Regions from separate parts of the Xenopus tropicalis genome. Here region 1 is linked to region 2. The links are chromatin contacts, called in public Hi-C maps. All regions are on one chromosome and are shown on one strand. Each heading gives the region's core, a stretch centred on a gene start, on an enhancer-like site or on the middle of the called end of the contact. The rest is flanking DNA. Distances are from core to core; before and after follow the strand shown.

Region 1 (7,799 bases), core at 4,933-7,432, 99 kb before region 2:
TCCCTTGGACTGATTCGGCATCTTATCGGCCCGTGTAGGGGCAGAAACGAGGGGCCTGGCCGACCGATATCTGGCCTTAAATTGGCCAGATATCGATCGGCCAAGTTAGAAAACTCAGTCGGATCGGGGACCGCATCAACGAGCAGATGTGGTCCCCAATCCGACTGAATTTTCTAACCTGGCCGATCGATATCTGGCCAATTTCAGGACTACTGCCCCATTGCCGCCATTAGAATTCGATTGTTTGGCCCCAGGGCCAAACGATTGAATTCGCTTACATGTTGCCCGATATCGCCCACATGTAGGTGGGGATATCGGGTGAAGATCTGTTCGCTTTGGATCTGCCCGTGTATGGGCAGCTTTACAGACAAATCTCTTAGTAAATGTGGTTTGATAGTCAGCAGTGTTTCATACTGTTTTCAAGACTGGGATCAACTGGTCTCAAAAGCAGTTTGTCTGTAACCCATCCATCTGCACCTTTTGGATAGGTTGTGTCAGATTAAAGCCAGCCATACATGCACGATAGTTTCGTACGATATTCGGTGCATGTATTGTGGCTCAAAGAGGCGACTGATATCTCAAAGGCTGCGGATATTGGCCATCTTGTCAATTAGCCAGGTGAAGATTTTGATCGCCCAAGCAAAATCTACGTTTAGAGCTGCATCGGCAGGTGGAGGTAGAATTTCTATTGTTTCTACTTCCATATCTGACGATTCAGCCCCGAACGTCAGTGGAGGGTGGGAACAATCTTTTGCATGACCAATGGTTGCACAAAAGACCGTTATTGCTACGTTTATGTCCACCATTAGACTATGGCCCACCAGTTAAGTAATACTGCAATACAGCAAACTCTAGAAAAAAGGTGATCAGCAGGAAGCACATGAAAGCTGGATCACATTGGTTTTCCTTTCGGAATATTATAGGTTGAACAGTGAATTAGTGCTAATCATTTGTCACTGATGTTGCTGGGTGTTTTGTTGTGTTTTTTTCAGCTCGGCTCCCGACTATAAAGCACTTTGAATAGTTAAACATTATTCAAATGCAAATCGCTGGACTCACAGGTCAGGAGATAGTTGCTTGGAAACAGCCACTGTGAGTTGCTATCACTTGACCTACAAATTTGGCCTACCATGCTTGAAATTGCCTAGCGGACTAAATATTCATTGTTGCCCCACATACAATTTCCTTTATTAATATTAAATTTCTACAGGATTTTAAAGATCCTTTGATTGGTTAAGGACACACCCCTTTGTGACCTGCAAGTCAAGACAGATTAAAAGGGCTGGGCATTTCTAAAAGACAAACAAAGTCCAGGCTCTATCTGTTTATTGTCTTTGGAACAGGGAATTGTTTCTCCTCTCCCTAAGACAACAAGTTTTAGTCTGAATGTCAATATTTGGATTTGTGTTTAAGGCTTCGAGTTGAGAATACAGGGCCAGAATGTATACAATTTTTTTTACTGAGCACTTTGACCAGTCAGTTTATATGAGATTTTAATCTTTTATTCAGATCTGAGAACTTAATAGCTTAAATGCTCAAGATATACTGTCATATATAGCATACTGTAAAAATGATACCTACCATGTATAAGGATATGCAAACTGCTTCAGAAAAAAAAACACATACCTTTTGATGATTGCAAGCCAACAGGTAGAAAAATCAAGAAGATACTAAAGGCAAATTGCCTTTCAGTCACACACTTTATCCAACAGACCATGTACAAGATACTTGTAACAAAGCCTGTTTCAAGGATTTATCCAAATGTATCATGTACCCTAAAATGGGATTAATAGAACCATATATTGGTAAATATTCTTGATTTAGGCTCTCAAGCTTTCCTGTAGAACTCTGTCCTTGATAACGTGCAGCATGCCATTTGCTCAGAGGAATAAATCCAAAGGGGGCCTGACAAATTGTTGGGCCAGAACTGTTAATTTTTTTATATCCTCAATTCATATATTTTCATAATTTTATTCCTGAATTTGTTGAAGATTGTCATAAGAAATTCCACAAAATATAAGCCCCTGTATTTGCTTCCACATCATGATGATCTTAAAATCATGCATATAGCATGATTACTACAAAGGTTTTGTGTCAACTATAACCTATATCCAGTGTATGATCCCAGTGGTCTGAAAAAGGTTGCCATTATATCTCCAAATGCGTATTTATAACTCTCCGACATTCAGCTTGCACTTGGAGCGGATATCCTTTAAACTGTAACCTAAATTCAGCTGGGGCTGAAAGATGATGATCTCATGTAACTAAACAATTAGACAAGACTTAAGTGTTAAAATGGCAAGTTAAGAAACAATTTATTATAGAGAAGAAAAATTCTCATCCAAAATATAGAAATCTGTACATCTTTGCCACAATCAATATACATGAACTGTACAAATTTACATCAGTTCATAATTTACCGAATAAAAGGACATAAAAGTTCACAAAATAGATGGTGCTTGTGGAAAAGACCCAATTAAGTACAAGAAATTACAAAGAACTCCACTTTCTAAAAATAAGAAGTTTACTCCATCTTATAAAACTACAAGCTAGTAAAGTACAGATAAGCTGACTGATGAGTGTGCCATAGTTTAAGACAGTGCCTTTACTACACATTTCAAAATGCCTGTTCAATAGAGTTAAGTTGTATTTACGCTGATATCTCAATATGAATAACCCTCAAGTGTAGCAGACTTCAAATATGCTCACATCTCTCCTATTTACAAACTATACATATTTTCAGTGCAAGTAATATCTGCCATATACAATTCCAGTCTATTTCATATTTGAAACAATTCATCTTGCTACTGAGCTGCAAGAAGCATTATCATTTGAGTTTATTAGTGCAAACTGTACTTTTTCAAAAAAGTAAAAGAAATTTTTTACACAAACATTGAGCTTTGGGTTCAAAGTTTAACACAAATGTAAACACTAAACGAAAAGTCTAGTGGTAAACAGTTTGAGACCCTCTTAAAAGGTCTCTGCAGTTTTTTTTTTTTTTTTTTAAATCTATTTGCGTAAATAACAGGCTATAAAATTGCCAAAGACACTGTCTAAACAAAGGCACTTTCACTTCAGAAAGATCTACCACTATTTGTGTCCAATCTTCACAGCTGCGTCATTGTATAAACTTCACAATCCATCCCCATAGGAGCCCTCCCAAATTAAAAACAATAATTGGTTTCCATCTGCTACAAGATGATCCAGCCATCAACCATATCTTAACCAGATACAGTCATCATGTTGTACGTTTTGGATGGGCTTGTTCGGCCCAAGAGGAGTTCATCTTTACAGCTGATCCTACTCTCAACTAGAGAGCCACTGCTGCTTGGACTAATACCACCTCCTGGAACAGATTCATACAATACACAAATAGAGCCATCCTCTCCTATGCGATACGATACTTCATATGGGTCAACCCACAAAGTAAGTTCACTTGGCAGAAGCTTAAACATTTGCTGGCTGTTGAGTCCAATACGATCTGCTGCCTCTCCAATTAAAGGGTCCATCTTGTGGTTAATCCGAATACATCGATAGGCTGAACCCCTTGACGGCTTTTCTGGAAACCAATGATGCTTATAGTGATCTAGAAAAAAGTAGACAAATTGCATTTAGCTTTAAAAAAAAAAATGTTGCACAATTAAGTCATTTTATCACTGGCAGATTTAAAATGCATCAGCTACAAAAACCTAAATTTTAACAAAATTCATTTGAGCAGTTGTACTTATTTTCAGTTTACTACATGCAGTGTTCGGCATACTGGTCACCATATTAAAATAACGATAGTAGCACCATGAAGCAACAATTAACTATACAGTAAGATGTTACAATGACAAACCAAGACTGTAGTAGACAAAATTGTTGTATAGAATTAGAACAGTGCTGTGGAGAAAAAAAATAATTCAGGATCACTGAAAAGCATTGGGTTGTTATGTATGCCCTTCTAACAAACCAGAATGAATTTGCACATATAACATGACTGCCATTTTACATTACATTAGCATTTATTTATAAAGCGCCAACATATTCCGCAGCGCTGTACAATAAGTGGGTTTCATACATTGGACATACAGAGTAACATATAAAGCAATCAGTAACCGATACATAATTATTTGGTTATAGAGCTGTCTCATACCATAAGCAAAAAAGCTGCTGCTCAAACCCAAGTCTTATTATACTGAATGGACATTTTATGAAGTAAAAGGCACTGCTGGGGCTGATGAGATAAACAGGTGTGATTGCCTTGTCCATATGTTATACTGCCATACTCAACTCTTGCACAGATCTGTATTGTGGTAACAGCCTGGTTCAATATCAAAATATCTGCAGTTTGTTAAAACAATTTTATATTTGCATGTGTTTTGCACAATACCAAACACTGCCAGAATCACAAGTGTTCTTTGTTTGTGGCTCCACTGAATGGAATTCATGCAAAAAAGAAAAAAAGTAATGCAGAGCACCTCTAACATTAGAATTTAAAATGGCGTACAAGGAAGAGACTTGATATTTATTAAAATTACATGTATAATTTTTGTGGGTGGGGTGTTTGTTACTTATTTTAAAATTATGTTTCACTATGCAAACCATCAAGTTGGAAAGTGTGTAACATCAATATGATACTGGGATCTAGCCATACTGTTTTGTGCATAGACCTAAGTCAAACATCCTGCTCATTGCTGAGGTCTGCCAATAATACAAAGCAGTGCTCTGCCTAGTCTGGACAGGAAGGAAAAACATCAGCCTGTACTTTCCAACCACAAAAGGGAGGGGGTGCATACGCATTATAAACCCATTGGTAAAGGGGAAAACAATTCAAGGTGGAGACCAAGGCAAAAGGTGCCCTCCATAGGACTTAATAATAATAAACAATTCAGACAGAGTCAAGCAAACAATAAAATGTTAAGTGTGAAAGTGCACTTTGATCCTTATCTTAAAAAAAAAAAAATAACACTGTTAAAGGGGATCTCCACTTGAAAACTATTTCACATACTGAAAGAAAACCTAATTCTAAGAAACTTTTCATTCTACATAACACAGCTATTAGTAAATGTGTAATGGAAGCAGTACAGGTATTAGACCCCTTATCCGGAAACCCATTATCCAGAAAGCTCTGAATTACGGAAAGCCCGTCTCCCATAGACTCCATTATAATCAAATAATTCAGAATTGTAAAACTGATTTCCTTATTCTATGTAGAAATAAAACGATACCTTGGAATTGATTCCAACTAAGATATAAATAATCCTCATTGGATGCAAAACAATCCTATTGAGTTTAATTAATGTTTTATTGATTTTTTTAGTAGACTTAAGGTGCTGAGATCCAAATTACGGAAAGACCCCTTATCCGGAATACCCTTGGTCCCGAGCATTCTGGATAATGGGTCCTATACCTGTACCTCTCAACTGTTTATATTGTCAGCCCAAACAATGTAGCAGATCCAGCTAAAGAGGACTGACTGGTTACATTGTGTGGGGAGAGTCCCAGAAAACAGAAAGAAACAAATACTGATATTAAGTACATTTACTAATAATTTAAAACCATGTAATCTATATTGGAAAGTTGCTTAAAATTCCATTTTCTTTAATTAGGAATAAAAATGTATTTGAGTGAAGTTTCGCTTTAATCCACTAAAGGTATAGAAGGTATTAGCCAGGATTCTGTAAGGCTCTGCTGGCTGCAAGCCAGTCAAGCTCTGAAAGAGATTTCAATGAGCTGTAGGGGATTTCCAGGCCGCGGCTGTTCATGGCTGCCATAGGATTTGTAGCCCGAACAGAACTGCTTCGACCCTCACAAGTCACACACAAACTATAATATAAATCATTTCAGCAAATACAAAGTACATGTATATCTTACCGGCCAGGAGCTCCTGTAAAGACTGGTTAAACGTCTGCAGGTCGAGGTCGTTCATGAGGCCTTTGGTTCGGAGGAACTTTGAGATGAAACTCACCGCCGCCATGATCTCTGGCTTCATGTTGGCCCAGGGATAGTGCGTATGCATGGGAGCGCGACCGACAGCGATACGAACACCGATGGAACAGCACGGATCGTCTATTGCGCTCCGCTTGGTCCTGTTTGATGGATTTTTATTCGTGTTTTACAATTTTTTTTTTTTTATATTTTTCACTTTTACGTCCTTGGTGGTTTTACAAGCTGCGCCCTGGCATGGCGTGCAAGTTAATAGATAAGACTTGGAGGTGTATGTGTGATCGGGTCTGTTTGCCCCCCTAAACTTCAGATCCCTCGAAGAGTGCTAAGCGATATAATAAATCCCCAAAAAGTGCTTTTCTAACTACGCGCAAACATCCCAACGCGTGTTGTTGCGCCCCCGAAGTGATCAGCTCGCTTCTCAGCCCGTTTTTTTTATAAGCCAGTCGGGAAGGATGTGGCGTCAGGGAGGGGCGGGGGAGTCACCTGGCCAATAGGGGGATCGCCCGACGATGATGTCACCCTGTTGCGGGGAGGAAAAGGGCGAGTTGACGTATGCCCTTTGGAAAGCAAATGAGGGCTGATGGGAGAGAGTGAGAACACCCCCATCTTTGTAAACAAAAGTCTGGCCGAAGCGAACGCTGCACTTCCGGATATAAACACAGGCTGTTTTATTTGCCGTGGCATGATTAAATCCCACAAAACTCTTCCCCTGCTTTCCTTTGGCGGTGCTAGGAGAAGGTGCTCTGAAGTAAAGGTTGCAGACCCCTGTCCAGCAGTTTTTTTTTTTAAATAACCCTTTATAATCTTAAAACTGCGATTTATTGTTGCGTCGATCGCAATGTGCGAATTTGCTACTGTATTTAACCTGTTTAGTCGCGGCGTCGACGGGTTATTGTGATATTAACGGGACGCTATCCGCCGTATAAGTTGGGCAACTCGTGTTACTAGGGGGTGTAGGGCACGGATAGAGTATTCCTTTGTCTCCCAGTGTGACACATGGCAGGGCCCATCCCCCACCGGAAGGCAGGCGCAGACAAAAACAAGAAAGAGTTGTGTTGCAACAACAAAGGCATGTCCTGATTTACTAAACAGAACGGGGTGCAACCCCATACCTTGATCTTCATTATTTGCTCCTCTCCTTCCGATGGTTTTATTGTCGTATCAGCTACACACGACTTGTCGCACGACGCTGTGTCGTGGGAAACAAAGCCACGGTCTCCTTTGTGAGTAAATCACAAAGAAATAGCACTGTATAATAAATACTGTATCCTGGCAATGCGCATTAAGGTTCCATTAAACATGTGAAGGCAGGACAAGGCAGCCCTGTTTTCAGTTGGCAATACACTTTTTAAAGACTGGGGCACATTTGACCGCAGAGAAAAAATATTTTAGGTCCACCCTTAAATTAAGGAACACGTCTTATATACTGAACTGCTTATCAGTTAGTACTCTGCAGTATTTCCTTTACCCTGTCCCATCAGCAGTAGCAGTGTTACATGGAACAGCAGTGTTACATACAATTGAATGTCAGTCTGAGCAGAAACAGATGTGTCGCCTCATTCACCTGTCTAGGTAGTAGGATCAGGACTCTTGTAAATGCATAGTGCCTTGTACCTAAACTAGCTGCCATTAGAAACCAGCTCATTACTTTGGATCTCAGTGTAGGGGTTAAAAATTGGGTCCCCTGTGACACATCTAGGGACTTAAGGTGACAATACAAGGTAACATACCCACCTACGGGTGGGCGATACTGGGCTCATTCGGACCTTAGGCCGATTGAATTAGAAGGCTGTAGGAAAAATCAAACCTGTCCAGTTGTCATATGGACGATTTCAGGCCAGATGTTGGTCGGGCAGGCCCATAGTTTA
Region 2 (7,689 bases), core at 4,807-7,306:
TTAGAGTTATATTCTAAAAATATTTATGGCAAAAAAGTGATAAACTCATACCTCACCATTTGTGAACATTTAAGCTGTGCATTTAGGTGTTTCAAAGAGAGCAAACAGACATTTTGCCCAAATCTCTCCATATTTGTCCTTCCAAAAGGGCTTGCATTCAATTTACCCCAGCACTGCTGTTAGGATTGCAGAGGCTCTGCACTGCTTTAAAAATGCTTCTGGTCTAGGCAGCACCACAGTTTATGTAAAAGGAATAAAAGTTTTGCTGTTTATAAGAAGCAGGGTGAGAAGTTTCTTTGCTGTCAGGAAGTTGGCAGGCACTGTGGATTTGCTGCTGCTTAAGACCATACCATTGAACCACCATCAGTTCACCTTGCAAGGTGGGGAGTACAGGGTGTCATGAAATACTGGGGTCACTGGGCAAATTTGCAGCTAGGCAGTTACTCATGGCAACCAGTCAGAAGATTGCTTTCAGTGTTCATCCTACAGCTGTCTGGAAAAATCTAACCACTGAATAATTGCTATGGGTTACTGCCCATGTCCAAATTTGCCCAAAGTTTATACATGAGCCCCACTGTGTAATGAAATGCTAGGCAACTATGTCATTTTTTGCTGGGGTCACTATGTCTTAAAATTATAGGCTCATTCTCTTATAAACTGCTGGGGCAACTGAGTCTCTATTTCTATACCACAGAATAAGGAAAAGGATGTATTGCTGTAAGAAGCCCAACTCTATATTAAACTAACTGTTTTGACTTATAGAGTAATTGCAATAATGGGCATGTTGGTGGGAGCAGGTCTTATTTCAAAGTTGGCAAGGCAAACCTTCCTGACATGTCATGGTATGTGTGGTGCATGCCCTCTCCTCTAATGTTTTTGACTCACACTTAACTACTGATATCTGTTACCACAGTCAGAGTGAATGCACCAACATTAGGACGAATAATGCAGCCAACACCTATGGGCGTATTGAAATGAAGCATTAAAATTGGGCCAATGGTGTGTAAAATAAATTGGAATGCTTATTTTGCTATAAACTGATTATACAATAAAAACATAATATATTTCTTGTCAGACTAAACATAAAACAAATTGCACATTGGCTGGAATAATATGGGGATTTTTGCTAGCTGGTTCAGTAAATAATTGCTTGCTGATGTCCTGGTGCATGTCTAATACATCTAATATTTTTGGGTGGAAATGGGGAAACAAAGTTGTTTAAAAGCAACTTTATACGAAAGTTTTAAGGGAAAAAACGGAAGTTTCAGTGACCACGCAATGAGAGTCACAAACCAATTGATTTGCTGTTTTACTGGAATTCCCAAAAGGAACTGGTTGTTACAGTTTGTCAGAATGCATGCTACTGTCAATTCTGCTAGATCTGTGGGTGTGCTATATGTCTGCCAACTGTAAGGCAAATATTGTGGGGTATTATTCATGCCTTTCTCAGTGCTCAGAAATGTGACTTCAACAAGGAAACTAAACATCACTGCAAAATCGGAATTTTATTGGTCTGTGTGCCCTTAGGCTAATGTCCCATGGAGTGAGTTAGTTGCCTGCGATAGATCTCTGCTATCAAGGGCAACTAACTGCTCCAAAATGCCTTTTTACCAGCAACAATAGGCGTCACCGGTGGAAAGGCATTGCTCCGGCTATCTGAAGTCACGCAAAGTTGCCTGCAGGAGGAGACTTTGCGTGACTTCAGAAAGCTAAAGCGATGCATAGGCCTTTCCACCCTTGACGGAGGGAGTTATTTGCCTACGATAGATCTCTGCAACCGCAGGCAACTAACTGACAAAATCCAGTATCTCAGCAAATTTAGTTATTGTATGATTCCATCACGATAGATGCCAGATCCCAGAATAATGGAAGAACAGAGCTAAATTAAGACTTTATGGGTTACCTCTGATCTAAAGGTTTTCAGGAGCAAACATACAGAAATTAATACTGGATACTGAAAAACTATAACTCTACCATGTACCATTCAAATAGTTGAGACTGTGCTGGAGTTTGCCTAAAGTTAGCCATAACTTTCTTAATTTATTTGGCTTGTAAACCTACACCATAGTATGGCCCTTATTAAACAACTTATAAATTATCTCATTCCAGATATTGAAATCACATCATAGAGCCCAGATTGCATAACCCATGCAAGCTACAAATGGGCCCACTCCCCCTAAAAAGCTTCTGTTACTTGTCATGGGCCTTGTTGAGACCTATGGCCTGGAACAAGAAAGGGCATTTACCTCAGTTCAAACCCGAATTAATCTTGATGATTTTTTTATTTCTTTTGAAACGTCCAAAAATTAAGAAGAATTAGGCACATAACTTTATTTATCTTTTGTTACAAGTGAACATTTTTTGCCAGGCATGAATTCAGTGAAAAATTCCTTAGTTTGCCATTGAGGAATTTTTTTGCAAAACTACCACAAACATTCACCAATGACAAAAATTAGCCACATGAGGAAAAAGTCACACCCGAGTCGTGGTTGCTTCAAAACAGCCATGGTTATGTAAAAAAGTCAAAATGTTGCCTGGTAGCCACATTTCACAAATTTTTTAGCAGTTTCGTGAATTTTTCGGCAAAGCAAAATGGGACAGATTTGCTCATCACTAGTTATTTTAGGCTGTGCAAGTTCTAGTAGATTCTCAATATTTTTGCTTCAGTACAAAAAATTTAACACTTGCATTATCTCCCCAACCCCTCCCAGCTCGCCATCAATCCCACCCCACTCTTCACCATTTCTTGAAAAAAATATAGGCCTTCCTATGTTTTTATCTTTCTGCCTTAAAGCATTCTTTTTACCAGCCAAGCAGAAACCAGCAACCCTACTAACCACCAATGCCAACCCCAGTAGCTCACCTTCTATCTTTGGTGGCACAGCTCTGCTGGTGGATGCCCAGTGCCAGAGTAACAGAAGGCAGCAGAAGTATGTGCCTCCAGTTCTAACCCTCTAACTGCCTAACCATAGTGCTGTGCCTGCAAAACTCCAGAGTTGTGCCTTTGCCTTGTATTTTAGGTACAATTTAATTTTTTGTACTCTGTTCACCTGAACATATTATCTAATGGGTGCAAACATAATTATGACACAAACAAAGTTCCATCAAAAGAGACAATTGAAATTCAGCTTGTGTCAGCTATAGAAATGTTGTCATCCCACAGGTAATTCAACCTTCTTTGCATAATATGTGCTGCTATTTTATTTTCCATTACTTACCTACTGCCATGATAAAGCAATATCTGTGCTGACTTAAAGTATGAATAATGATACCAGTAATTAAGTAGTATCCTTTCCAAAAGAGACAATACAACATATAGTCATACATGCTAATTAAAATGAGCAGTCAGACTAAATAAGTTAATAACTTATATAATTTATGTATGTATCATTATACATTTTCTACAAACATAATTATTATAATCAGAAAGCTGTATTTTTTGTTTGTTTACGAGTAGCTGGACCGGGGTAGTAGTAGCCTGGCTTTTTGTAAAACCAGCAGATAGGTAGGGCCACCATGGGGGCAAGGGAATACATGGTCAATATCGGGGCCTGTACCAAACAAAAAGAAGTGTGGGATACAAGTGGATATATCTTGTACCTTCCCACCAGCATTATGTACAATAGAAAATCAACTTACAATGCAAAAAAGTGTTTTTCATGTTGTCAGAATGACACCTATTAATACCCTGCACAATATTTTGGGGAGGTGTATAACCCAATCACTTCCTCAGTTGCTATATATTAGGGGGGATTAGGGCCTGAACAACATTTTTTAAGGTAGCAATATCTAGGCGTTTGTCCTTTGGATGCTCCCACCTATAGGGCGGCAAGGCAAAGTCTGGGTTTTAATGGAACTGACAAGTGGCCCTCTACACTGGGCTTATGTGGGGTGACCATAATAGGCCCCACAATTTTTGTCTGGAGACAGTTATCTATCAGTACTGTCCAAGATTTTTAGTGCTGTGGGCCAATTATTTGGTGTTTCCCATGTTTGGGCTGCAAAGTGTGAGTTGCCATGCACGTATAGTTAAATATCATTGAATATGCCTGCTCAACCTATGGTCTCATCTCATTATCCACATAGAAATAGCCCATGTGTGCCCACCGATGTGTTAAGCAACAGAACTGATTTTGATCAACAAAAGAATGCAGGGGAGGGGTAAGGCTTTACAGCATTGTGTGAGAAAAGAACAATCTCTGAAAAAAGCTGTTTGTCTGAAAACCAGTCCTGAATAGTTTAAACCTGCATCCAAGTTTTTATTTGTATGTTGACCAGAGTCAAGGCAAGGCAGTCTACCATGCTTATAAAAAGTAACCCCCAAAAAAGAGCTTTCAGGTTCCTAAGGGCCCAACGGCTCTTACAAGAGGTTGAAGTCAGGATCAAGAAGGAAGCTGAGTTAAGAAAATACTGTATGCGGTATCCAAAGGTATCTAAAGGTCATATGTAGGCAAAAGATTGTGGCAGGAGGCCATTAACGTAGTCAGAACAAAGCAGAAAGTCAGGAACTGGTAGATCAGGCCAAAATAGTAATTTAAATGCACCCAGAAACTTTTTTTAATTTTAATTACTCTGGGACCAAAGCGCTATAAAGTTGGGGATATTAGCTCTTACTGCCCTCAAGGGTCTAGCACCATTAAATACAACCCTTTCATGTACATCTCCAAATAAAAATTTCTATTTCCATTTTAGGGCATGGAAGGAATGAGTGAGGGCAGCTATGCATAGCATCTACAACATGGCAGACATGTTTCACATCCAAATCTAGCTTCTATTTCTTGTATAAGTGGCTGTTATTTGCACATTGTCCCAACCTTCAGTCAGTCAGGTAGAGCCGTTAACGTTCAGAAGGATCACATTGTCACACTAAAAAGGATTATCTGTTGATAACAAGGGCATGTTCATAAACCAAACAGGTTTCTCAGGTTTCCTTAGTATTGGCTTAAGCTTAGATGGGTGTAGGTCTTTGTGCGTAAATTCTACAAGCTAAGCACTACGTCACAAATGAAAACAAAATTAATCTATTATCATCAGTCATGTCCATGCTGCTGACAGAACTGCATATTGATAATATTGACTTAGTAGAGATTTAATACATATTACCATTACGACAATACAAAGCTTGCATCTTTGTTCCTGTTTGGATTATTAAAGGAACTACGAGAGTCAGGAATACAAAAAAAACAACTTTCAGCTCTTTCCATTAGTACTTATGTACATAGTTTAATTGTTGTTAAAACTGCAAGTAAATACAATAAACAGTATTTAGTACATGATTCTTACTTTACCTATGTGCTATATTCAAAATATGAATAAGCCTTTATATGTAAGACATTGGTGTTCAAATTGAAACTGAAACAGTTGCTCAGTTATAGTTTCAGACTTCACTTGACAGCTGGCACAGCTTTGGCATCACTGGTATTTATGGCTCAAGAGATCCGCAACATAACAGGGGGCTGCTACTCCTCTAAGGACAAAGACACACAGAACTATTAGCAGCTCTTACTTTTTTACAGCTACTCAACGCCAGAAAATACCCCGCCATAGACAATACTGAGAATTGTCTCTGCTAAAACACACATAGAGACAATTATCAGTAAAGGATCAGCATTGTCTATTTTACTAGCTGCTACTAGTAGCTCTGTGTGTCTTTACCCTAATAGCACTGCAGTTGACCCTGCCAAGGACATGAACACCCAATGGCAGTCACTCAGAACAAGTTTTAATGGAGATGAAAGGTTGTATTATTCCTTTGATTCCACAGCCAGATAGCATTAAAATTATACTAATAACTTACTCATTTTTATAGGAAAGTATTAAAAAGCAGGGTAAGTTATTTAAATATATTTAATACCATTATTATGACTATAATATTAGGAAAGTATCCATTTTGCTTTCATACATTCTTGGTCCTAGAAAATACATATACAATTTGGGATAAGTGGGGTGGGTACAGCGTTTACCTAAAATAAATACAACTGGGATTTTCAAATTCACATTTCTCAGGCTGTTGCTGAACTCAACTCCTGCAGCCAAAAGAGGTCATGTGCTACAGGAATTAGTAGAGGGCTGACAGCCGATACAATAAGTCAATAAGTCACCCTAGAATTCTTTATGGGCAACTTTTCACTTAACTGTGCTTAGTACAGGGTAATCCCTAAACTGGCATAATTCCATGGCATGTCTAAAAAAAATCCAAACACTCTAAAAATTAATCACTAGTACCAAATGAATACATTAGACTAGTGATCCCCAACCAGTGGCTAGTGAGCAACATGTTGCTTAAAACCCCTTTTAATGTTGCTCCCAGTAGCCTCAAAGTAGGTGCTTATTTTTACATTTGTGGCTGGGAGACACAATCACAGCCCTTATTTGGGATCCCCCAAGTGTATGGTTTACCAACACTTTATACATCTGTGTGTGGCTCACAAGTAAAAAAGGTTTGGGATCTCTCCATTAAACTAATATCAGATTGTACTTATTTTTCTTTATATTTGTTATATTTCGTACTCTTTGTTTTGGTTTCCAAAAATATGTTATCAAATTCAGAGTATTCTATAAGGTTGGTTTAGTTTATGGGTTTTTTTTTAGCTGATTATGGAATAATAATCCATAGCTTGTCATAATTTGCTACTATGATTCTGTTTCCAAAATTGAAGTCACAGAAGGTGTTTCAATATGTATTCCTTAATGTTCTTCACATCTAATGCCTTCATAGACTGTAGGTCTGTACTTGTAAATGTTTTATGACAGGGTATAACATAATCATTGATAGTTATTACAGAAATACACCCATCATCTCAAATAAGGTGCAGATATAGGATATGACAACAGAGCTTTATTTTTTTCTGTAACTGGTAGGGTAACAATTGATATCGGTAGAATTGACTGACTCTTTGAATCTGACTGGGTGTGAAAGCTGCATGTGAGAGTACAAAAGCAAATGCTCTCTGGGTGTGAAGTATTATACTGCCATCCTGGTTATTTTAGGATTATTTATTTTCTAAAACAGCAGGGAACACCACAAGTAGAAAGTCCATGAGCAGCCATGCCTTCCCTTTACTGCATTAACTGTACTTCCTTGGTTTCATTAGACTGCCCTAAATCAGTGGGAGGCATATAAAGAATAGCTAAGAAATGTGAGAAAACATGCCCAATTGCAGGCTGTAAAAATAGGAACAGCAGACCCAGCAGCAGCTGCTGGGGAAACTCATTGACATTATATTTTTGGTTTTATTTCCCATAGTTTGTGGGTGAACAAAAAAAAAGTCTATCAATTTCAACAATTTCAAAGCTCTGCAATTTCAGTGGAAGGCAAATAAAGATCAGGGAATTGGAGCAAATATTGTTCATTTTATAGCAAATAGTTATGTGTCCAAGCCCTTTGTATTCCCCATCATTGGGTCACTCATTAACCACCTCTCATTCCATGACCTGCTGGTAAAAGAACTCTTTCTAAACTGTCCTATCATAAGTCTGCTAAAAATAATATAAACATGAAATAAACCCAATAGGATTGTTTTGCCTCTAGATTAATTATATATTAGTTGGGAATAAGTACAAGTTACTATTTTATTATTACAGGAATAAAGGAAATTGTTTTTTAATATTAGAATTTGTTCTATGAGAGATGGCCTTACCGTTATTCTGAGCTTTCTAGATAATGCTGCTTTTCCAGATAAGGGATCC

The links. Hi-C and Micro-C count contacts between places; a contact is called where the count stands out from the background.
Region 1: a Hi-C map of neurula embryo shows a contact between it and region 2, with 1.9 times the contacts expected there. The contact joins the promoter of btg1 here to the enhancer-like site in region 2. A contact is called at or near these places in 2 of 5 Hi-C or Micro-C datasets (brain and neurula embryo).

Annotation. Positions count from the first base shown.
Region 1 is chr3:55,672,587-55,680,385 of UCB_Xtro_10.0, reverse strand. It overlaps btg1 (B-cell translocation gene 1, anti-proliferative), which reads right to left and starts at 6,182. Exons shown (of 2, transcript NM_203595.1): 1 at 5,857-6,182; 2 at 2,989-3,586. The coding sequence starts at 6,001. The coding sequence ends at 3,222. It overlaps LOC108646159 (a long non-coding RNA gene), which reads left to right and starts at 6,966. Exons shown (of 2, transcript XR_001924195.2): 1 at 6,966-7,154.
Region 2 is chr3:55,573,803-55,581,491 of UCB_Xtro_10.0, reverse strand. No RefSeq gene overlaps it. Among named protein-coding and RNA genes, the nearest start is that of dcn, 67 kb to the right of the region's middle. Within about 2 kb of position 6,056, at least 1 of the 11 cell types and tissues checked has an H3K27ac peak or open chromatin away from gene starts, as enhancers often do.